2 separate regions of the Mus musculus genome follow, and region 2 is linked to region 1. The links are chromatin contacts, called in public promoter capture Hi-C maps. All regions are on one chromosome and are shown on one strand. Each heading gives the region's core, a stretch centred on a gene start, on an enhancer-like site or on the middle of the called end of the contact. The rest is flanking DNA. Distances are from core to core; before and after follow the strand shown. Region 1 overlaps Traf7 (TNF receptor-associated factor 7). Region 2 overlaps Pkd1 (polycystin 1, transient receptor poteintial channel interacting).

What was found. Capture Hi-C pulls out chosen DNA fragments and counts their contacts.
Region 2: a promoter capture Hi-C map of adipose tissue shows a contact between it and region 1. The contact joins two enhancer-like sites. A contact is called at or near these places in 6 of 39 promoter capture datasets (the HPC-7 cell line, embryonic stem cells, hematopoietic stem and progenitor cells and 3 more), 11 of 484 Hi-C or Micro-C datasets (the G1E-ER4 cell line, embryonic stem cells, extraembryonic endoderm stem cells and 5 more), 10 of 115 datasets of contacts at active chromatin or transcription factors (the 230-238 cell line, the HPC-7 cell line, the SCID.adh cell line and 5 more) and 4 of 9 other capture datasets (adipose tissue, embryonic stem cells, liver and 1 more).

What each region holds. Positions count from the first base shown.
Region 1 is chr17:24,513,062-24,519,325 of GRCm38.p6, forward strand. Traf7 (TNF receptor-associated factor 7) reads right to left here. Exons shown (of 21, transcript NM_001172113.1): 2 at 6,070-6,185; 3 at 5,681-5,738; 4 at 3,444-3,535; 5 at 1,652-1,768; 6 at 1,064-1,156; 7 at 838-871; 8 at 132-315; 9 at 1-23. The coding sequence starts at 6,147. Among named protein-coding and RNA genes, the nearest start is that of Traf7, 12 kb to the right of the region's middle. Within about 2 kb of position 2,045, at least 24 of the 459 cell types and tissues checked have an H3K27ac peak or open chromatin away from gene starts, as enhancers often do. A contact at or near this core is called in adipose tissue, where this site is marked.
Region 2 is chr17:24,581,661-24,587,968 of GRCm38.p6, forward strand. It overlaps Pkd1 (polycystin 1, transient receptor poteintial channel interacting), which reads left to right. Exons shown (of 46, transcript NM_013630.2): 26 at 1-98; 27 at 4,017-4,187; 28 at 4,263-4,406; 29 at 4,504-4,714; 30 at 4,802-4,928; 31 at 5,519-5,632; 32 at 5,740-5,789; 33 at 5,990-6,174; 34 at 6,268-6,308. Among named protein-coding and RNA genes, the nearest start is that of Pkd1, 35 kb to the left of the region's middle. Within about 2 kb of position 3,066, at least 34 of the 459 cell types and tissues checked have an H3K27ac peak or open chromatin away from gene starts, as enhancers often do. A contact at or near this core is called in adipose tissue, where this site is marked.

The sequences.
Region 1 (6,264 bases), core at 795-3,294:
AGTCACAACTACTCTCGTGGTCCCTGTGCATACACAGGACACAGAGGTTGAGCTAAGACCCCACAATGTAGCCCCAGAGAGGTAAAGGTGCTCAGCAGCCCCAGGGAAGTGGAGGAGCAGAAGGCACTCACTTCCGGGCACTAAGCTTGATGGTGAAGGGGCAGCCCCTCGGGTCTACCTCAAAGACCCCAGGCTTTCCAGTGCCCGCTGCGTGGCAGCCATGCCGACAATGTATGAAGAGCTCTCCAATCTGCTCAGCGACTGCAATGTTGTTCACCACTACTGTCAGCTTGGCATTGTCCACAGGACACTTCTCTGGGAGAGGAGGACATGTTGAGCCCACCACCTACCCAGCCACCTCTCTCCCTGGCAGCTTTGCCCAGTGGGAGGCCAAGTCCTGGGGAGGGAGATGCAATGGCACAACAGGTGGAGAGAAGCCCACCGAGTGCCTTGCCCACTCTTTCATTGGCCCCAAGGTGCCGGTGCAGGAAGAGCTGCACAGCAGACCTCCCAGAGGGAGAAGGACAGCTAGCTGGGTGTGGAGAAGAAGCAGGGACTGCCAGGGACAATGGCATCTGTTGGAGCCCAAGCCTTCACCTTGGGACTCGGCCCACACCCACCACAGCCAAAGCTCTGAATCTGGAGACACCAGGAATTGGGGGTCTGCTTTGCTATTGAGGTCCTTCGCCAGGCTTGAGCCTTACAACACTATTCAAGCCCTGGGAGAGGCCACACATGCCTGGATAAGAAACCAGTGGCCTCTGCTGGCTGCCCGGGAAATAGCAGGGTGGAATTAACCACCAACCTCACAGGTCTGGAAGGAAGGCACAGACCTACCTGACTTCAAGGCGCATCGTCTGCAGAAGGTGTGCTGTGGGGACAAAAAGTGGACTTGGGGGACAGCTGTAACTGTCTTCCCTCCAGTCAAGGTCAATGGTAGCCCAGAGCTCACACCGTCCTACACCAAGGCAGAGAGCTCCCGCTGGACAGCCAGCTTAGGAGGATGAGCGAGGGCCACAGCCCTAGGAACAGGGTTGGGGAGTGAGCATGCCCATGGCCTCACCCCACATGTAGTGATCACAGGGTCCTTGAACACACTGCAGCACAGCTGGCAACACAGCTTTACCGAGGGCTGCTCGGCAAATACCAACGGCTCCTAGACAGAGTGGGGGACACGGTCAGGACACGGGTGGGCGCTTCAGGAGCAACCCTGTCACATTAACTGCCCAGGCCGCCTGCATGTCCGCCCCATCCAGGGCTGTTCACCAGCACTGGGACTATCCTAGAAGGCACCGTTGACTAGAGAGAGCCACGAGAGGACCAAGGAGCTGAAGCAAGGGGTGTGGTTCAGGGGCAGGCTGTAAGCAGCAAGAAACCGCACACACAGCATCTGCAACAGTCAGACAGCCTTACTGGCCTCTCTTCCTGGCTTACAGACTAGCAAAGCGCCCTATCTGAGCCACCTGCCCACACCTCATCCCCAGGCGGCCTCCACAGGAGGCGGGGATTTCAACATTAACTAGAGGCCCTAATCAGGTCTGACCTACCCTCAATGTGAGCTATGGAGGTGCAGTCTAAGGGGAAAGTGCCCCGTGCCACCGCAGCAGTGACAACTCTGGAAGATGATTCCTGCCAAGCCTACCACACCTACCGGCTCCTCCTCCTCCTCAGGCAGCGAGAACGTGGAGCGCAGGGACATGCTGGACTCGGAGTGTAGGGAACGGACAGAGATGGCTGAGTCAGAGCGGCGAGGAGTGTTGATGGGGGGCTGCACAGATGGAGGCAGCCTTTCAGGGGCTTGAGCCCTGTGGAGGCAGGGGTGCCCCTAAGCCACCCCAATTTCAGCAAGCTCACAAGGCTGTGGATTGTGTGCGGGAGGCTGGTATGGCCTCAATCCCGCTGCCTGTGGTGGCCAGCCTTGGCCTTTGGTGCTGGGCTGCCCGTTCTTGCCTGCCAACTTTCTTTGTGTAAATGGAGAGATTTCCTGCTATTCAATTTTACAGGACATGCTCAGGCTTCTTCCTGCTTCCCGTGAGGGAATGTGGGCTGCAGAGAGGCTGCATCCAGCAGCCAATCATGGGGCAGCTAAGAGCCCAGATCACTGAACAGAGTAGTGTAGAAGCCTGGGCAAGGAGAGGTGCGCAAGGCTGAGCTGCTTTCTAGTCCTAGCCAGGGGGGTTCACGGTAATGACAGGAATGTTCTACCAGAGACCTAAAGGGAGCAACCTTTGATGAGGTCGTAGGGGAGAGCAGCACAGTATCCAAGAGTATCCCCATGCATGACCATGTAGGACCATGTGGGCCTAGGCCCACCTGCCGCTCGTGAGCCTGTGTCCAGAACAGGAGGCAGAGACTGGGTCCATACTTCATTCACCAGGCAATACCCATCTCTCCTTATGGTTTCCCAAGTTACATCTCGCATGGGAATGCCGTGTGAGACCCAGAGGGTAAAGTTAAAGGAAGTGGGTCAACCCCCCCCACCCCCCCCCCAGGCAGCAACGGCAGGCAGGAGCCAGTACAGAGCTGTTCTCTCCCCTCTGCTCATTGACTAGCACAGCTCTTAGGCTCTCCCTCCAACCCAGTCAGGGGGGTGGGTTGGGCATGGCTGCCCAATGTCCCACAGCAAACAGAAGATTCTAGGACATCTCTAAAGTTACTGACACCTGTCAGACACCCCAGAGTTATCCAAAATCAGAAGCACAATGAATCCACTTTCAAGGCCCAGGCTGCAATCAGGAGTTGGGTGGAGACTGAGAGGTGAAGCTATGGGGTTTGGGTTCCACGTAGCTGACCCATCCTTAGGCTCAGGGCTGGGCAGTGCCTGGCCCACAATATGCCTACTTAGCATTTATCTTCCCATTGAAAAGGGAAAAAGGGGTTGGGCCTGGTAGCACATTCCTTTAATCCAGAGACAGAGATAGATCTCTGTGAGTTCAAGGACAGCTTGGTCTATATAGTGAGTTCCAGGATAATGAGGACTACATAAAGACGCTGTCTCAAACAAATAAAAACAACAAAACCCACACACACACATACACACACACACACACACACACACACAAAAGCAAAAAGAAAGGGGGAAAAGAAGTCTGGTTCCTCTGCCTCTTGAGCAAGGACTTTGGTCCTGCCAGTCATCCTCTGTTCCACTGGCCAACTCACCTGAGAGCACCTTTTGTGGCACCCACCTCATTTAAGATGGAGCCCAAACTGCCTGACACTGGCCTTCAGGGGCCACACCCTAAAGCGCAGTCCCACAAACTGGCTGCTTCCTGCTACCACTCAGCTACAGGAGCCTCCTCTTAGGTTCAGGAATGCAACAAGAGCTCTGCCAGCAAGGTGCCTCTCTATCCCAGCTCTGCTCCCCTGCAGGCTTCTCTTAGGACCTCAGGGAAGAGGGTAGGAGGTGGGAAACTACACCAGGCTCCCACATCGTGGACACCTACCATGCCGTCCTCCTCATCCCGTGGCGAATAGGCAAGGGTGCTAGAGGAGGAAGGTGTCCTGCGATGCTGTTTGTATGTGCCAGTCCCATCAGCTGCTGAAAAGACATGGCTGTCAGTGGAGGAAGAGGCTAAAGTGACAGAGACAGCTGGAAGAGCCCTTGTCTATGGAGCCCTTCAGATTATCTCTAGCTCTCAGTCTCCCTGGACTAGACTGGAATATGGTTATCCAGGATTGTCTTCCAAGTACCAGCAGTATGGCCCTGGCTCATCAGACTGGATCTGCAGACAACTGAGAATGGACTGCTAGCTGCCCCACCCTGCTTACCAACAGGAGACTTAAGTGTATTTCTTTCCTTTGGTGTAGAGAACCCAGGACTTGGCTCATGCCAATCACCAGCAGGAGATCCCCAGCCTTTGCTTTTTAAAAACTTTATATGTATGAGTGTTTTGCCTGCATGTATGTCTGTGTACCACTTATGTGCCTGGTACCATGGAAGCCAGAAAATGGCTTTGGATCTTCTGGAACTGGAGTTAAAGATTGCTGTGAAACACCATGTGGTTGCTGGGAATTGAATCTGGGTCCCCTAGAATAAAAGCCAGTGCTTTTAACCACTGAGCTATCTCTCCAGATTCAGTTCTTGTTGAGTTTGGCTTTTTGAGACCTGGAACTCATAGAGATTGACCCGTCTCTGCCTCCCAAAGGGCTGGGATTAATGTAGGGAGACAGTATCTCCCTATATTGCTCAGAGTTATTTCAAATGCATTACTTTCCTGCCTCTACCTCTCTCTCAGAGCCCTGACAAGGTTCTGTTCTTCAGCCCAACAAAGGGCCCTCCATGCCTAGCTGGTCACAGAATCAACCCCATGAATGGCCTGGGTCACTTGGGGGCTTCCCTTTGATCTTTAAAGTAATTCTGCCAGGTTGAATTTCTTTTTTGGTTTTTTTTGTTTGATGGTTTTTCGAGACAGGGTTTCTCTGTATAGCCCTGGCTGTCCTGGAACTCACTTTGTAGACCAGGCTGGCCTCAAACTCAGAAATCCGCCTGCCTCTGCCTCCCAAGTGCTGGGATTAAAGGAGTGCGTCACCACACCCGGCCCCCAGGTTGAATCTCTAAAAGGGAAACTGAGGCACAGAGAGACTGAAGGACCTCAGCTAATACATGGCTACTCTTAGTCCTCCCTAACACAATCAGAATCAGGAACTGGGGCTAGATTTTTGTTCTCCCTCCTCTTGCCTATAGAATGCCCTGCCTGGCTTGGGCCAGAAAGCAGAGGTTCCCCAAGAATGAAAAGTCAAGGGTGCACATGGGAACCAGAGAACCATCTCATAGACCCTATAAGGCCACAGCATTAGGGACAGGCTGCAACCAGCACAGGTTAAAACAGATCCAGATGTCATAGTAACTAGAGCCCTAAAGGCCTCCATTCAAGATCAGGACTATGACTGCCTATGCTGTGATGGGTCTCAGTTTCTCCATCTGTAACAAGAAGGGCCAGGTGAGGCAAGAACTAGTACATTGCTACCTAGTTGCCAGAAACCAGGGTACAGCAGACCACATGCCATTTTGGCTCTGAAACCCTCAATAGTGGTGACAGACACTGTGTAGTCTCTAAGGGTATATAAATTGTTAAGCAATGGCCTCCCGGGTAGGGGTGTGGGAAAAGAGGCCCTTTCAGAGGCTTCTCAGGTCATCCAGGAATAAAGGTACTGGTGTGCACCTGGTAGCCCTGTGCCTTCAGCCACGGAAGGCAATTAAAAAAGCAATTAGTAGCTAGTGCACTCCTGCAGTGGAGTGAAAAGCAGGACAGCACGCCCCAGAACCCCGGCCCTTCTGAGCCTTCAACACAGACGCTGCCCCACAGCCCTACCCCATGTCATGATCTCTTGACGCACACTGTCTGATGGCACCAGATCCCACCCGAGAAAAGATGCTATGCTGCTCACATCCTTGGACACTAGGAGCCGTGGCTGGGCTTAGGCGGGGGTCGCTATAGTAAGATAGAGATATAATTAGTGGTGCCAGGAAGGTCAAGACTGCCCTCCAGAGTGGGTGGGCAAGTTTTCGGGAAGAAGAGGGGGCACTAGTAACAAAGGTGAGGCACAGGAACAGGCCTGCCTAACTCTGTTTAGCTGGAGGCTGAGACATGGGAAGAAACAGAAAGAAGCCAGGAGACCACCCTTCCAGGAAGTGCTCCTGGATCCCAGTAGAATACAGATTCTTCCCAGTCAGGCTCACCTTTGGTGATGGTAGTGACGGTCGAAAAGGTAGGCCCAAAGGTTGTTTCCATCCTGGTCTAAGACAATGGAAAAGGCTTAATGCAATATCCACAGGGTCACACATACTGACATGCTGACCCGCTGGTGGCCCATCTGAGTGCATACGCAGGGACACACCATCAACAGGCACAGGCTATCCTGAGGGACTCTCCAAGGAGGAAGAGGACGGCTGTAGCTCTGTCCTCAGTGGCAAGTTATATACATATACATACCCATATACAAATACATATACATACCCATATACAAGTACATATACATACCCATATACAAATACATATACATACGTCATGCTGGGGGTATGGGGTGTGGCATGCAGAGGGCAGGCCCTCACCTACAGGCTCCTCTTACCCCACTGCTGTCTGAGGAGGGGAGGTTGGCAGGTCCCCCGGAGAAGCGGTCGTAGCGGGCACTCTTGGCTGAGCTCATGCTCTAGAGAGGAATCCAGGTTCCTTGGGCAGTGTCCCCTATGGGAAGAACACAGATGGGGGGCTTTAGAGGTAGCATTCTGGGTTCCTGAAAGCGTCTTCACCTGGTAGACTTCTG
Region 2 (6,308 bases), core at 1,816-4,315, 70 kb after region 1:
GCTGGATGTTAGCCGTGTCCGTGTCATCCCGTTCTGTGGGAAGGGGGGCCGCTTCAAATATGAAATACTTGTTAAGACCGGCTGGAGCCGAGGTTCAGGTAAGGAGATGGGTGATTGGGTAGGGATATGGCGTCTACCCTGGTCTAAGCCCTCCAGCCTGGACCCTGTCTGGTGATTATGGAGACTGTTACCACAAAGCAAGTGCTCAGGACTCAGTGTAAATAAGGACACACCTTGGAGATGAGAACAACAAATGGGGATTGTAGGTAGAGCTCAATGGCAGAACAGTGACCTAGGATGTACAAGGCCCTGGGTTTCAGCCACAGTACTGCACAAATACAAAGAGAAACTTAGATTCATTTGTCTTTCCTGAGAAAAACAACAGGTCCAAGAGCCAAGAAGGTGCACCTCACTCTGCATAGCAGCCTCATACACAAATTCAAACTGCACTATTATAGTTGCTCTGCAACCCTTCCTTAATGTTTCTTTCTTTATTGTCTCCCTCCCTGCGGCAGGGAGCAGACTCACTGTGTAGCTCTGGCTGGTCTGGAACTCCCTGTGTAGTCCAGGCTAGCCTCACAAATATCCACCTGCCTGTGCTGTGGATTAAAGTGAGTGCTGGGATTAAAGGATAAAGGCGTGCACTGCATGCCCAGCTGATGCTTATTAACACTAAAACTCATTACTGGGGATGCAAAGATGACTCAGCAGGAAAAGGTACTATTACACCTGGCAACCTGAGTTTGATTCCTAGGCTTCATAGGCTGAGAACAGACCCTGTGGTCAATTCTCTGACCTTCCGAGCCGGGCGTGGTGACCACACCTTTAATCCTAGCACTCAGGAGGCAGAGGCAGGTGGATTTCTGAGTTCGAGGCCAGCCTGGTCTACAGAGTGAGTTCCAGGACAACCAGGGATATCTATACAGAGGAACCCTGTCTCGAAAAACATAACAAAACAAATTCAAACCAAGGTATTTAGGTGGGTATGGAACCTCATGCCTTTAATCCCAGCAGACAGGAGGCAGAGGCAGATGGACTCTGTAAGTTTGAGATCAGCCTGATCTATATAGGAAGTTTCAGAGTTATATAGTAAAATCGTCTCAAAATTTGAGAAAAAACAAAAGTTAAACCGGGCGGTGGTGGTGCACGCTTTTAATCCCAGCATTTGGGAGGCAGAGGCAGGCGGATTTCTGAGTTCGAGGCCAGCCTGGTCTACAGAGTGAGTTCTAGGACAGCCAGAACTACACAGAGAAACCCTGTCTCAGAAAACCAAAAAAAAAAAAGTTAAAAAAAAAATATGGACTGAGCACAGGGTCCCCAATGAAGGAGCTACAGAAAGAACCCAAGGAGCTGAAGAGGTTTGCAGCCCCATAAGAGGATCATCAATATTAACTAACCAGTACCCCCAGAGCTCCCAGGGACTAAACCACCAACCAAAGAAAACACATGGTGGGACTCATGGCTCTATTTGCATATGTAGCAGAGGATGGCCTAGTCGGTCATCAATGGGAGGAGAGGCCCTTGGTCCTATGAGGGTTCTGTGCTCCAGGATAGGGTACTGCCAGGGCCAGGAAGCATGAGTGGGTGGGCTGGTGAGCAGGGGGAGGAGAGAGGGGATAGGGGATTTTTTGGGGGGAAATCAGGAAAGGTGAAAACATTTGAAATGTAAATAAAGACAATAGCTAATTAAAAAAAAAAGAGGGAAAAAATAAAATAAAGGCTCACTATTTTGGCTGGGTGGTGGTGGCGCACGTCTTTAGTCCCAGCACTTGGGAGGCAGAGGCAGGCAGATTTCTGAGTTCGAGGCCAGCCTAGTCTACAAAGTGAGTTCCAGGACAGCCAGGACTATACAGAGAAACCCTGTCTCAAAAAAACAAAAAACAAAACAAAAACAAAAACAAAAAAAGCTCACTATTTGTATAGATTGGAAAAATGGGTTGTAAAGGCACTTAATCAAACCTGAATTGTTTCTGGGATCCACATAATGGAAGGAAAGAACCAACTCCTGTAAGTTACCGTCTGTCTCCATCAGTAAGCTGAGATGCAAATGCCCCCCAAAATAGGTGGAGCTTTGCTTTTTTCTTCTCTAGTACAAAGCCTCCCAACCGCAGCCTCTCTCCCCTCCCCTCCCCTCCTCCCAGTTCCTCTTCCACATGCCTTCTCCTTCACAGCCACTGTTCCTCCATTTCCTGGCAGAAAAAAGCAGGCCTGCCAAGCAGATCAGCTAAACATGGTATAAATGTAGTAAGACCTCATATTACAGCTGGGTGAAACATCCCAGCTGGAGGAAAAGGGGCCTAAGAGCAGGCAGAAGAGTCAGAGGCAGCCCCATTCCCACTGTTAGGAGTTGCACAAAAACCCCAAGTTAAACAACTCCAACATCATATGCAGAGGACCTAGTGCAGACCCTTGCAGGTTCTGTGAGCCGGAGTCCTGCTCTGTTGATTCTGTAGGCTGTGTTCTGTTATGCTTGGCTCCCCTAGCTCCTACAATCCTTCCCCCCCCCCACCCCACCCCCGCTTCCTCACAGTTTCCTGAGCTCTGCCTAATATTTGGCTCTGGGTCTCTGCATCTGCTCCCATCAGCTACTGAGGAAGCCATCTGATGGTGATTGGGCTAGGCATGTATCCGTGTGTACAAGTGGTTTTGTTCTGTTCTGTTTTTAATCAGAGGTATTAAGGATATTAATACTTCCCCAATATTTCACTTAAAATTCACAAGCCTGGATGAACAGTGGAGGTGCACACCTTTAATCCCAGGACTTGGGACAGAGGCAGGTGGATCTCTAAGTTTGAGGCTAGCTTGGTGTACAGAGCAAGTTCCAGGACAATCAGAGCTACGCAGTGGAACCTGTCTTAGGGGGAAAAGTTTACAAGCTTGGGCTTCATAGTAAGGCCTATTCCAAACACTATAGACACACGAACACACCCTGGAAGTGAAAGTGCTTTGCTTACTTTTGGGATCTTCAGATAATTGTGAATGCAGCTACTCCAGTGACCTCTGAGACAGAGTAGGCTCTGTCAAGTGACATGCTCCAGGTTCAGATTGACTTTCAGCATTTTCTGTTTGCTGTGAATGTTGTGAAATGCCCCCAGAGCTCTTTGGGGAGCTTTTACCAACTGCTTCTGCCGAGACAGCCTGCTCTTTTTTCTTCTTCTGCCCAGACAGCCCGCTTTTTTTTTTTTTTGACAACTTTCCTTGTTTATATGAAAAGTCTCTTTTCTGACAAAATCCAAGGCAAGAATTTTTACTTCAACAACTTTATTTATTTTTTTATTCTAAATTTATTTCCAGTGTTGCTATTTTTCCCTCATGGTATGTGTGTGCTTGAGACATGCTATGTGCCTGAGCACGACCCCAGCCCCGCCAGTTTCTTTCTTTGCCATGCTTTCATTATTGCTGCCAGTTCTCTCTTCTGAGTGCCCAGTTTTAAACGTTGTGAATTCATCTATAGAGAAAAGGAGACTTCCTAGCTCTGTAGCTGTTGTCTGTGTGACTGAACTGTGAGGAGGCCTGGTTACTAGTGATGTGTATCCCATCACTTGATAGACTGGCAAGGTTTATAGTCCTTGCTACTGGAAGCCCTGCTACTGTGGGCTTGGTATTTGTTAACAGATTTCAGAAACTGAGGCTTGTGTCTGTTTGATCTGTACAGCCTGGACCTGGTGGTGTAGGCCTGTCATCCCAGCTACTTCGGCGGCTGAGCTGGGTGGGGGTGGGGGTAGGGGTGGGGGGTTGTCACAAATTCAGGCAAGTGAGGGCAAAGTGTAGGCTAGTTTGGGCAACTTAGTCAAATTCTGTATTAAAATAAAATGTTTTTTTAAACGGCTAGGGATGGATCTCTGAGGTAGGGCATTGCCTACAGTACATAGCCCTGGCTTCAGTCTGCATTACTATAAAAGGAAAAATTTAAAACTTGTTTAAAGCCAAGGACTGCCTGTTTTGTTGGCACACAGATGACCCATAGAATTTTTTTTTATAATGAATGGCACACCTTAGAGTTCTCTGCCTTCCAGGTACCACTGCTCACGTCGGCATCATGCTGTATGGAGAGGACAACCGTAGTGGTCACCGGCACTTAGATGGGGACAGAGCCTTTCATCGAAACAGCCTGGACATCTTCCAAATTGCCACCCCGCACAGCCTGGGCAGCGTGTGGAAGATCCGAGTGTGGCATGATAACAAAGGTCTGGGTGATAACTGGTGTCACCCTGCATCCTGCCAGCCTGCTTCAGTCCTCACTGAGGTGTTTTTCTCCACAGGGCTCAGCCCTGCCTGGTTCCTGCAACACATTATCGTCCGGGACCTACAGAGTGCCCGCAGCACCTTCTTTTTGGTCAATGACTGGCTGTCTGTGGAGACTGAGGCCAACGGGGGCCTAGTGGAGAAGGAGGTGCTTGCAGCAAGTAAGCCTACTACCTGCTGAGGTGGAGACAGGGAGGAGGGGATGGCAGTGCTGGGCGGCTCACTGCTTCCCTGCTGCACCCTCCTAACTCTCCCCAGATGAAGCTGCGCTGTGGCAGTTCCAGCGGCTCCTCGTGGCTGAGTTGCAGAGAGGCTTCTTTGACAAGCACATCTGGCTCTCCATATGGGACCGGCCGCCTCGTAGCCGCTTTACTAGAGTCCAGAGGGTTACCTGCTGTGTTCTCCTCCTCTGCCTCTTCCTGGCTGCCAATGCTGTGTGGTACGGAGTTGTGAGAGACACCACCTACAGGTAGGTCCTGTGAGGTTTGCTGGACCCTTGGCTGACTTCTTCCTACTCTTCTCTCTAACTTCTTCATTCTTTTCTTTCTCACCTCAGCATGGGACCTGTGTCCAGTCTGATCTCTCCTGGTGTTGACACAGTTGCTATTGGCCTTGTGTCCAGTGTGGTAGTCTACCCTGTCTATTTGGCTGTCCTGTTCCTCTTCCGGATGTCTCGGAGTAAGGTGGGCTGAGTAAGGGCCTCAGAACTCTGAGGTCAAGCATGGTTTGTGTTGTTCTTTGTGGCAGTCAGAGAAAAAAGTCCAGAAACCAGAAGTGATTCTTTGAAAGGGTAGACAGAACTGATAAGCCATCAGCTAGAGTGACTAAAGGGGAAGAGGTCCGAATTACCGAAGTGTGAATTAAAGGAGGCATCTTGTTCCCTCTAGAGAAATAGATGAGGCTAGAAGCAAATTCCATGAGCAGCTGTACACCAACAGATTAAGGAACCTAGAAGAAGCAGTTGACTGCTAGAAAGACACAAACTGCCAAAGTCAATTAAAAAAGAACTCTAGTAGCCAGGTGATGGTGGCATACACCTTTAATCCCAGAGGCAGGTGGATCTTTGAGTTCAAGGCCAGCCTGTGCTATAGAGCAAGCTCCAGGATACCCAGGCCTACAGAGAGACCCTGTTTTCAAAGAAACAAACAAACAACCCTCAAGGATCCCCTATAGCAAGAGCCCAAGTCAGTCATTGAGAATCATCACAAAGACAAGCCAGGCCAGTGGCTTCTAGCAGCCATTGAAGACTCACATCACTGTTCTCTCCTCACAGGTGTCTGGGGACCAAAACCCCACACCCACAGGGCAGCAGGCCCTAGATGTTGACAGCTACCTGGACCCATCTGTGCTAGACAGCTCCCTCCTCACACTCTCTGGCCTCACAGAGGTGAAGGCTCTCCCAGGGACTCAGGGCAGGCTGAGCTGGTTAGGACTGCTTGGGCTGTCCTCTCTGCTGCTGCAGAGCATCCTGACGTGCTCTTTCCTTCTAAGCAGGCCTTCGCTGGGCAAGTGAAGAATGACTTGTTTCTGGAAGATGCTAAAAGGTGAGGCTGCCTAAAGAAACTGTGAGCTTTGGCCTAACTCAGCATTGCCTGGCAGGCCGTGTTGGGATGGTGGGCTGCATGTGCTCGTCCTGTTTTGGGAGTCTTTGGGAACTCTCACTGGTGTCTTTGTGTGATGCTTTCTGTGTCTCTGTGACTAGGCTTAGGCCAGGTACAGGTAACAATGTCTACGTTGCCTACAGCCTGGTGTGCTGGCCGTCCAGTGAGGGTACTCTTAGTTGGCCAGACCTGCTCAGTGACCCATCTGTTGTGAGCAGCACACTGCAGCGATTGACCCAGGGCAGGCCTGGCTGCATGTTGGGCTCAGAGGAAGATGGTGCCTCTCTGGTTAGCCCTTCCTTGCCTGCCAAATACTTGTCGGCCTCAGGTGAGCCAGAGGTGGGAAGGAATGGCTTCAGAGCTCTAGGGGAATTCAAGGTACCAAGTGTCATGCCACTTCAACATGCTTTGTTCTCTCTAGATGAAGACCTGATCCATCAGGTACTGGCTGATGGGGCCAAC